2 separate regions of the Sus scrofa genome follow, and region 2 is linked to region 1. The links are chromatin contacts, called in public Hi-C maps. All regions are on one chromosome and are shown on one strand. Each heading gives the region's core, a stretch centred on a gene start, on an enhancer-like site or on the middle of the called end of the contact. The rest is flanking DNA. Distances are from core to core; before and after follow the strand shown. Region 1 overlaps ESR1 (estrogen receptor 1). Region 2 has its middle 29 kb from the start of ESR1.

The links. Hi-C and Micro-C count contacts between places; a contact is called where the count stands out from the background.
Region 2: a contact with region 1 is called in a Hi-C map of liver, with 6 times the contacts expected there. The contact joins two enhancer-like sites. A contact is called at or near these places in 1 of 47 Hi-C or Micro-C datasets (liver) and 1 of 2 datasets of contacts at active chromatin or transcription factors (skeletal muscle).

The regions. Positions count from the first base shown.
Region 1 is chr1:14,252,763-14,257,654 of Sscrofa11.1, forward strand. All of the region lies in intron 5 of ESR1 (estrogen receptor 1), which reads right to left. Among named protein-coding and RNA genes, the nearest start is that of ESR1, 240 kb to the right of the region's middle. Within about 2 kb of position 3,434, at least 3 of the 83 cell types and tissues checked have an H3K27ac peak or open chromatin away from gene starts, as enhancers often do. A contact at or near this core is called in liver, where this site is marked.
Region 2 is chr1:14,517,843-14,522,597 of Sscrofa11.1, forward strand. It overlaps a transcript of ESR1 not described here. Among named protein-coding and RNA genes, the nearest start is that of ESR1, 29 kb to the left of the region's middle. Within about 2 kb of position 3,424, at least 2 of the 83 cell types and tissues checked have an H3K27ac peak or open chromatin away from gene starts, as enhancers often do. A contact at or near this core is called in liver, where this site is marked.

The sequences.
Region 1 (4,892 bases), core at 2,184-4,683:
TGACCTACACCACAGCTCACGGCAATGCTGGATCCTTAACCCACTGAGCAAGGCCAGGGATCAAACCCGAAACCTCATGGTTCCTAGTCGGATTTCGTTAACCACTGCGCCACGATGGGAACTCCTATAAAGTGCTTTTGAAATATAGGACAAACTGTGAAAACTGTGAGCTTTAGTGGTCCTGGAACTATTGATGTTGCCTAGGATGACAGGTAAGATCCGCTGAGCCAGTGGCATTTGTAGGATTTCACTGAGCTGAGGTGCGAAAGCATCATTGGAAGAAGTCCTGAACATGCAAAGGGGAAGCAGCACGGACGAGCTAGAGGGAGGAGGAGATGGGAAAGTAATCTGGGAGAGAAGAAAAATGTCAGCTGATGAAGGATGTGCTACATCGTTATAAGGAGTTTGGGCTTTTCTCCTGTACAACAGAGCCTTGGCATCAAGGATTTAACATGAGTAGTTGCAACAATTAAATAATCATACTCAAAGGTTCAAAACAGGTAATTTTCAAAAAGAAAGCATTAGTATTTTTCCCCATGGGGTTGGTGCAGAAATTAAATGAGGAGATAATACATGTGAAAGGAATTCAGTCATCTTGTTATTCATGAGCTGAATTTGCGCATGATGGCTCGAAGCTAAAATTTTTTTTTTTAATTAAAAAAATTTTTTTTTGTCTTTTTGCCTTTTCTAGGGTGGCTCCTGTGGCATATAGAGGTTCCCAGGCTAGGGGTCTAATCAGAGCTGTAGCCGCCAGCCTACACCAGAGCCACAGCAACACGGGATCCGAGCTGTGTCTGCAACCTACACCACAGCTCACGGCAACACCGGATCCTTAACCCACTGAGCATAGGCAGGGATCGAACCCGAAATCTCATGGTTCCTAGTCGGATTTGTTAACCACTGAGCCATGATGGGAACTCCTCGAAGCTAAAATATTTTAGGCACATGCAAACATACGTTTGTGAAATACATAAAAATTTAAAATGCAAACATTAAACACATTACCCAGAACCTTGCTTTGATTTGTTTTTAATTGACATATTTTGGAGTTCTTCATCAACTATTTTTTAACAGTTCCATCGTTTTTCACTAAACAAAATGTTATAATTTCTTTAACCACTTCTTTGTCAGTTGACATTTAGTTTGCTTTCAAGTATTTTTCTGTTACAAACATTTCATGCAATGACTATACTTATGTTTGTCTTTGGACACATGTATAGACAGCTATAGAATAAATTCCTAAAGCCAAATTCCTAAACCAGAGGACTCATATACTTTTAATTTGGACAAAGAGTTCAGATACTGCTTCTAAAGAGCTTGTATCATTAGGCTGTTGGTAGGAGAATATATTGCTATGAGCTTTTTCTCTGAGCTGTCTGCTTTTGTCCTTTGCCCATATTTTCTGTTGGGTTGTTGGTTTGTTTCACATTGATTATTAAGAGCTCTTTATATATTATAGTAATTAGTATTTTGTTCTATGTGCTTTTAATTATTTTCTCATTATTTGTCATATTTTTCTTTTGATTTTATTGCTGGTATTTTCTTCTGCAAAACATTTAATTGTTACATAAGCAAATTTATCAAACCTTCCTTTATGACTTTAGAATATCATGTCTTGCTTACAAAGGTCATTCTCCCTCCCAACAACATATAAAAAATTGTCCTTTAAAAAAAAAAAAAAAAAAAACTGTCTTAGGAGTTCCCATGGTGGCTCAGCAGAAACAAATCTGACTAGGATCCATGAACACACAAGTTTGATCCCTGGCCTCGCTCAGTGGGTTAAGGATCAGGCGTAGCTGTGAGCTGTGGTGTAGGTCACAGACTTGGTGCAGATCCTGCATTGCTGTGGCTGTGGCATAGGCCAGCAGCTACAGCTCCGATTCAACTCTTACCCTGGGAACTTCTGTGTGCCATGTGTGTGGCCCTAAGAAGACCAAAACAAACAAACAAACAAACAAACAAACAAAAAAACTGTCTTAGGTTTCCTTCTAATATAGTTTTTATGTTTAAATCTTTGATCTTCCGGGATTTATTTATTTTTATAACAACTTTAATGAGATATAATAACATGCCATATCATTCACCCATTTAATGCATACAATTCAACAGATTTCAGTGTATTTACAGAGTTGTGCAATCGTCATTTGCGATTTACTTTGGTGTAAGATGTGAGACAGGGATTTAGCTTAGTGTTTTTTCCAGGTAGCTAATTAGTTTTCTTAACATCATTTATGGAATAAACCATCTTTTTTTCACACTTACAATATGATAGATGCTTTTGATAAATTCATTTACTTCTTACAACTGCCATCTAAGGCGAATATTATTTTTCCAGTTTTCCAAATGAAGGAATTAGGACTCAGACTTAAGTCAAACCATACTGCCTACCAACCAACAGAAAGTATCCCAACAATAAGATTTTCTCTGTCTTCTTTCCTTGCTCTGCTTTAATTCACTAAAAAAGATTTATTGAGGAACCATCATATACCAGGTTTTGCATTAACATCTGAGAACAGAGAAGAAAACTATGGACCTTGTTTAAAGACATGGCGGGTTTTATATCAGGAGTTTGGGATTAGCAGATACACACGAGTATATATAAAAGAGGTAAACAGCAAGGTCCTACGGTATAGCCCAGGGAACTATACTCAATACCCCGTAATGATCGACAATGGAAAAGAATTCGAAAGAGGATATGTACATGTAACTGATTCACTTTGCTGTATACCAGCAACCAACACAACATTGGAAACCGATTGTATTTCAATAATAAATAAATAGATCCAGAACAGCGGCAAGACAAGACAAAAGATAGTTGCAATACAATAGGATACATTCCTCAGAAAAGGTCTAGAAAGAAAATCTCTTACATCTAATATCAGTCTCCCCAAATTTAACTCACATCCCTATTGAAGCAACTGTCACCGAATTCTCAGGTAAAGGGGTGAATGAGTTTTAAGGTAAAGTGCTTAAAATGGTACGGAGCCCACCGTAGGAGCCGTATTTCAGTCTTAGCTACAGACATGTTGATAAGTAGATAGATCCATAGATGGGGGACAGGTTGTCCTTTTAACCTGAAGTGTCCAGAAAACAGCTGCCACAATGCATTTCACTTTGTCGAATTCGGGTGCATGGAAGCTCTACATGAGGAGAGAGGAATCTTTACAAGCTGCATTGCTCCTCGGGGACGTGAGTTGGTGGTCACACCAAAAGGTGAGTTGGCCTTAAGCAGAAGTGAGCCTTAAACTAGAAGTGGCCTTCATCTAGAAGTGAGCTTTTCTTGTCCTAAAGTCGAATTTTTTTTAAAGTGGCACATTTTCTTTCTAGTGAAAAAATAAACAAGGATAGGGGGACATGTTTGGAGGATGAAGCTTTAAAAATAACCACTCCTAGCCAAAATAGAGAAATGTTCCTTTCTCAGTATAAAGTCTCTGTTTACTTAACAGACTGCACAGCGGCGGGGGGGCATCTCAGTGTGGGAGGGAGCCTGTGTCCACCCGCTGTGAGCAAAAGTTCAGTTCAGAAACTGCCAAAGTGGAGCCTTGACAATTCTCTCTTCTCATCCCTTTTCAACAGTCTCCCACATTTTCCCACGAGGAGCTTCTTCTTAACTCTTCCAGCGAGAGTGTGTTCTTTTCAGCCTCTTCTCACTGGAAATTCTGTTATTTCTAAGCAGCAGTTATTACCTGGCCTCATCACAATGCTGGCACTTCCGGGTACATTAGGAACTGCAGATCCAGCCCTCAGCCAAGGTGCAGATCCCCCAGCTCTCAATTCAGTTCTCACTGTGTGTGTGTGTGTGTGTGTGTGTGTGTGTGTGTGTGTGTTTTCCTTTAGAGGATGTGGACCGAGCATATTTAATTATAAATCATTGAGACGGTATGACAGCAGGACCCCGGGGGCTCACCTTCCCTGCAAACAGAAGTGCTTCGTATTGGCTGGTGTGAGTCTCAACTTTGAGGGCTCTTAAGGGAATAACCATCGCAGTGAAGCTGCAACGTTCTAAGCAGTGTTAGAAGAATCTAGAAGAACTTCATGTAGATGTCTCCATAAGAATAACTTGCTCCTCTTTCAATGGGAAAAACTCACCAGGTCTAAACACTTTGGCCAATCCATTCTTTGTGGAATAAATAAAAAGTATGTCATTTGATGGCCATGATGTTCTTTCCAGTAAATCACTAGAATGTTGCCTGCAGGGAACTGACGAGTGGATCATGTGGTATCTGAGGGTCCCTCAGGAGCACTGTCACAAGGTGAAAATACTTGCCCCACAAACAGATGATCTGTCACCATAAGATCAGGTACAAATCTATGTGGACTTGGAAGGTTAGCAGACATCTGTCACCTGCCTGACACAAAGGAACGCATTACTGTCCACTGAGATCATTACACATTGGCGTCGGGGCTTCATTTTCAAAGCCCTGCTGAAATATCCTACACTAACTTCAAGGAGCCAATCAGCCAAGTGCATTTAGTTCAATTTCAGAAGGAACTGATGAATCAATGGTGTCAGCAATGGGGTGATTACTAAAAATCTGGAGGTAATCTTATTACAATAAGACAAAATTAGTCTAAATCCATTAGGTGCTACTGAGGCTGTGAGATTCTGGGGGTTTAGAAGAATGAGATTTATTTTTATTTTACTTATTTATTTTTTGGCCATGCTCACGGCATGAGGCAGCTCCTGGACCCGGGATTGAACCTGAGCCAGAGCTGCAACTAGAGCCACAGCAATGACAATGCCAGATCCTTAAGCCACTGCACCACCAGGAAACTCCAAGATTTATTTGTAAAAGAAGCACAGCTTCAGGCATAGATCAGGAGTAGTTTACCAAGCAGATCAGCCCATGGCTCCCACAGTGAGACTCAACAGCCTGGAGGATGAACTCCTC
Region 2 (4,755 bases), core at 2,174-4,673, 270 kb after region 1:
CAGTTTGTATTCGACCCCTAGCCTGGGAACTTCTATATGCCAAAGGTGCAGCCCTAAAAAGAAAAAAAGAAAAAGAAAAATCACATTAAAAAGTGAGACAATATCTAGCTGGAAATGTCTACTGTACTATGATTACATGGAAAAGAAGCAAAAACACTTTCAGGTCTGTAAAGGGTTAAAAGCTGACCATGGGTCAGTAGTTTTGTCCCACGATTTTGATACTAAATGCTCTCCTGGGGCAGTTGAAGTGGACTGAGCATTGATAACCAATGACATCAAATAAGCCTAACGTTCACCCGAATTCTGCCCATGTCTGAGCTTCCCCATTTCGGAAGAACGGAGAAAACTTGAAAGTCCGGTGGCTTTCAATCCTGGCTACACCTTAGAAGCATGAGAAGAACGGTTAAAGAATTTTCCTGCCTAGGTCCCACCCCACACCAATGAGATCAGAATCGTGGGGGAGTTAGCCCTGTGTATTGTTTTTAGAATCAGAGTCATTCTAACGCACTGCCAGTTGAGAAGCACTGGGTTTTATAAACCATGAAACACATGAGGAAAAGGAAGGAATGAGAACTGCCAAAACAGAAAGACAGGCAGACAGACAGACAGACAGACAAAGAAAAGAAAAGAAAGTGACCAGGCTTTTCTCAGCAATGTACAGGTGCCAGGGTTGTATTTGCTTTTCTACACTCTACACTGTGCTCAAAACGAAAAAATGGGGACTTGAGTGACAAAAAGGGTACAATTCAGGAACAATGGCTGGCTGTGATTTTTGGAGGGAAGTGAAAACTGCTTTTAAAAATTAGTCCAGCAACAAACTCTGCCTTGAAGATTTGGATGCCAAGAGGTGGATTTCCAGGTTTTGCAAAACCTGCTATGTATTTAGAGAAATGTCACCCATTTCCTCTGAGTTAATCATTCTGGCCTCTGTTTACCAGAGGGATTCCTGGTCCTTCCACACCCATTCTTATATGAACACCATTCTAACCACAACCCCTTGCTCGTTACATCATCAATATGCAGCATTTGTGTCCAGTGAAATACCTAATTGCTAGTTTCACCGCTTCTTCACAGTTTCCACAGCCACCATCCTCACCAATGCCCTCATTTGAGATAAAAGAAAAAACAAACTCTCAAACCTCAGAGCTGGACAAGCCCTCCTCTGGCTTTTCAGACTCAAAGTTAGCTTCCCCACAAGCCTGAATTAACCTTTCTCAGATGCCACTCTCATCCTCCAAAAACCATTTTGGACCTGTTTTGCCTCTCACCTAAAACCCAAATACCTACCTGCTAGGCCAGCCCTTCAACCCAACTTCTTGTTTCTCCCTGTACAAAATCCCTTCTCCAACCAAGACCACTCTGTGGCCAGTCTTCTGAACACAAGCATTTTTTCCTTCATCTGTGTAAGTGAGAACGCGTCGCTGTTCCTCCTGCAATTAATAGCCACCAGCACCCACAGCTCTATGGTTTGCTTTAGCTGCCAAACAGCCCTGCCAGTCTGTTCATACCAAGGACGGAGAACAGACAGCCTCTGCTTGGCATGTCTCATCGTAAAATTGCTGCAGTAACCATCAGTATTGCCCCACCAATCCTTCCACCCTGAACTGAATTTCTGGGCCTCCTTATCCTGATATTTCAATACTGTGGTTTGTGCCTGCTCGTGCTGGCCTCTATTATGTATTCTCCATTCCCCCTCTATGTTCTTCAGGCATCCAACTCACAACGTGACTGATTCCTGCTGCCAAATCCACCTTGACCCAGCTTCTTGCCTTGAACGTGCATCACCTGTTCTTCTCCGTCTCCAAAGACCTAAACCTCTCTACTTGCAACTAAAATTGCCTATCCATCCTTTACCCTCTTCACTTGGCCTGCCTTCTGGGATTTAAGGACCTTACATGTCCGTTCTTAAAGAAACTGACTTCCTGACCACACTCTTCCTATCCAAACCATAAAAATTTAGCACACCTTCTGGGGAGACCAGATGTCTAGACCTGACTTCTCCTGGCCTGCTCCAAGTACTGATGCTGAGATCTAGAATGAGTAGGTCTTGAACACCTATCTCTTACAGGAAATTTTTTTTCTCCCATGTCCAACACCCTAAGCTATAACCCCCAGGACTATTTTAACTTGTTAGCATTTATCTCCATTGATGAGCAGTTTTATTGTTTTGGGTATGTCTGCTCCATAGGAGAGACTGTGCTCCTTTGAATGTCTACTTTTGTCCTGACTTTTCATTTTACCTCTCCTAACATTGCAAGCCTTGGCCAGTGACAGAATTGGATGCCTAGAGAGTAGTCATGCAGATAACATTTTGAAGTTTGACCTTTTCTGAAATCAAAGGGATACACTGGACTAGAGGTTGACTCAAGATCCACCCTAACTCTATCATTCCATTGCAGGAAGATGAAGAGTCACTTAAAATGAAATCAGGGACAAACCAAGAAAAAAGCAATTTGAGTAAATGTATAGTTATTTAATGGTTACCAGTGACTTCACTGAGTCCCAGGTGTTTTTCTACTCACCTAAGCAGCTAATTCTGTTAATATACCAATCAATGTCTGGAAGGATATTGGCTTCCCTCAGTTTCACCTGAAAATGTTCAACACCATGGATGGAGGACGTTTCTCCTAAACGTAGACTGACCCAACCGATCACCTCTAACCTCTGCGATCATCACAGACTTCTCCGAATGGACACTGGGGGTAAAAAGCAATGACAACCTGGCTGTCCTAACACTGGGCAAACACTAAGCTGAGAGTCCATTACCAGCAGCACGTGGTTTTAGATTCTGAAGGAAGACCAAATAGCAGTGCCACTGCTACCCATCCATGACTAATTGGTCCCCAGTGATCCAGAAACTGTTACCCATTCTTGGCATACGATGCCTTGTTCAGAGGCAGGAAAGTTCAAACAACACAACTTAACTTCAAACAGAATATCAAAGTTACTCATTATCACAGAGCAGCCCTTTGTTCTCACCACCCCTGCAACTCCAGCATCACCGTTTCCAATGAGATGCTTTACTTTCCAAGATGGCACCCTCCGGCATGACCAAAAGAAGCTTATGGAAGTAAAACACCAAGAGCAAGTGAGGGACATTCTCTATCCCTGGTTGCTAATAAATTTGACCAGCGAGAGACATGGTTTCAGTCCAATGCCATTGCAACATGAACCAAAACTGACCAAACCCTTCCAGAAACCTTCTCTAACTCTCTAATGACAATGTTGCTCATAACAGCCCTGCTGAATTCACCTAGTCCAACTCCACAAATAGCTATTGGGCACCTATTCTGTGCACAGCATTGTGTGTCCAATGTGTTCCTCTCTCTTATTTTAGAAGAGCTTTCTCTCAACCAAAGACGTTACTCGCATGTTTGTTTAGTTGAAAACCACCTGACACCATAAGGATACTGATAAAAGCCAAAAAAAAAGCAACTCATCCTTTGAACTTGACCCAGGGATCAATTTTCCAACTAGAGACTCCACAGCCTAATCACTTGCCAACCGAGAAAATGAGAAGTTAGTTTTTTAGAAAGATAATTAGACTCTGTCTGAAAACTCTGATCTTGACTTTACAACAAGCCGGATCTCCCCCCTAAATGAGTGAAAATGTGAAAATGTCTCAATTCCTCCTCATGCAAAGACCTATGGGGCAAGGAAACACCCCTAGCTTTCCTGAGTCACGGAGTTGCCACCAGCCTCAGCCTTAGGCATACACTCCAGCAAAGGTAATTAGACTTTCTGCTTCTATAGAAGAATGACTAAGGATTGTTGCAGAGAATGAGCAGTATCACGGAGGAGAGAATGTATCCGTTGGCCGGGACCGCTATAACAAAATACCACAAACTGGATGGTTGAAACATCACTGGACATTGAGATGCTCCACCCAACAAGAGTACAAAGTTTGCAATCATTGATTTGCAAATCTAGATTTTCGAGTTGGCAGAACTGTTTTGAATTGTTTGCCCGCCGGGAGGTTATCACGGAGCAATCATCTCTCGGAGACCTTTTGTCTCTCTGGCTTCAGTGCTCTCCACGTTCCCAAAAAGAGGGTCTCTACCATAAATGCTGCGAAAAGCGGACAAGGTCTGTTTGGTAAACCCTGCCTTTGAGAGTTAAAACCGAAAAGGGAAATCAGAGTCAGCATTTCTCTTTGGTTGTGGGTTTTGCACACACCTGTGGCCACACAAAATACAACCCACACTTTGTATCTAATGCAAAAGTTATTACAGACATTAATAGCAACTGATTTCTCTTTCTCACTTTGTGGTAGAATCAAGAAAGTGCAGAGAGATTCAGATCATCGAATAAAGCAGATGGGCCACCCTTCCATGACATTTAGGTGTATGTCACAGTGCCCCGTATAGTTGGCAACCATACTGGTACTTCACTACCTGTTGTTGCAAATCTCCATACCTACACCAATTTGATAAACCAGCTGTTAAAAAGCATGGCTCCCCATGGACTATGCCCTGTTGAACACCCACATGTCTTGATGTACCTTAAAAATCTGCACGGAGCATTTGTTACCAACAAAGCCAAAACGAGGAATTTAGGCTGGAGGTGGGAAGGTTAAGCGGTTCATTTAATTAGAAACATTTACCCTTCCTTTTTAAAGCAACCTCCTGAGAAAAGCAGGGGAGTTTTGATTTATCAAGAGAAAATAATACACAGGCAGTATTGACAAATGAATTATTTAAACATATTCCCTTCCAAGTAATTTCTTACTCCCTGTAGTTTTTTTGTCAGTTGTTT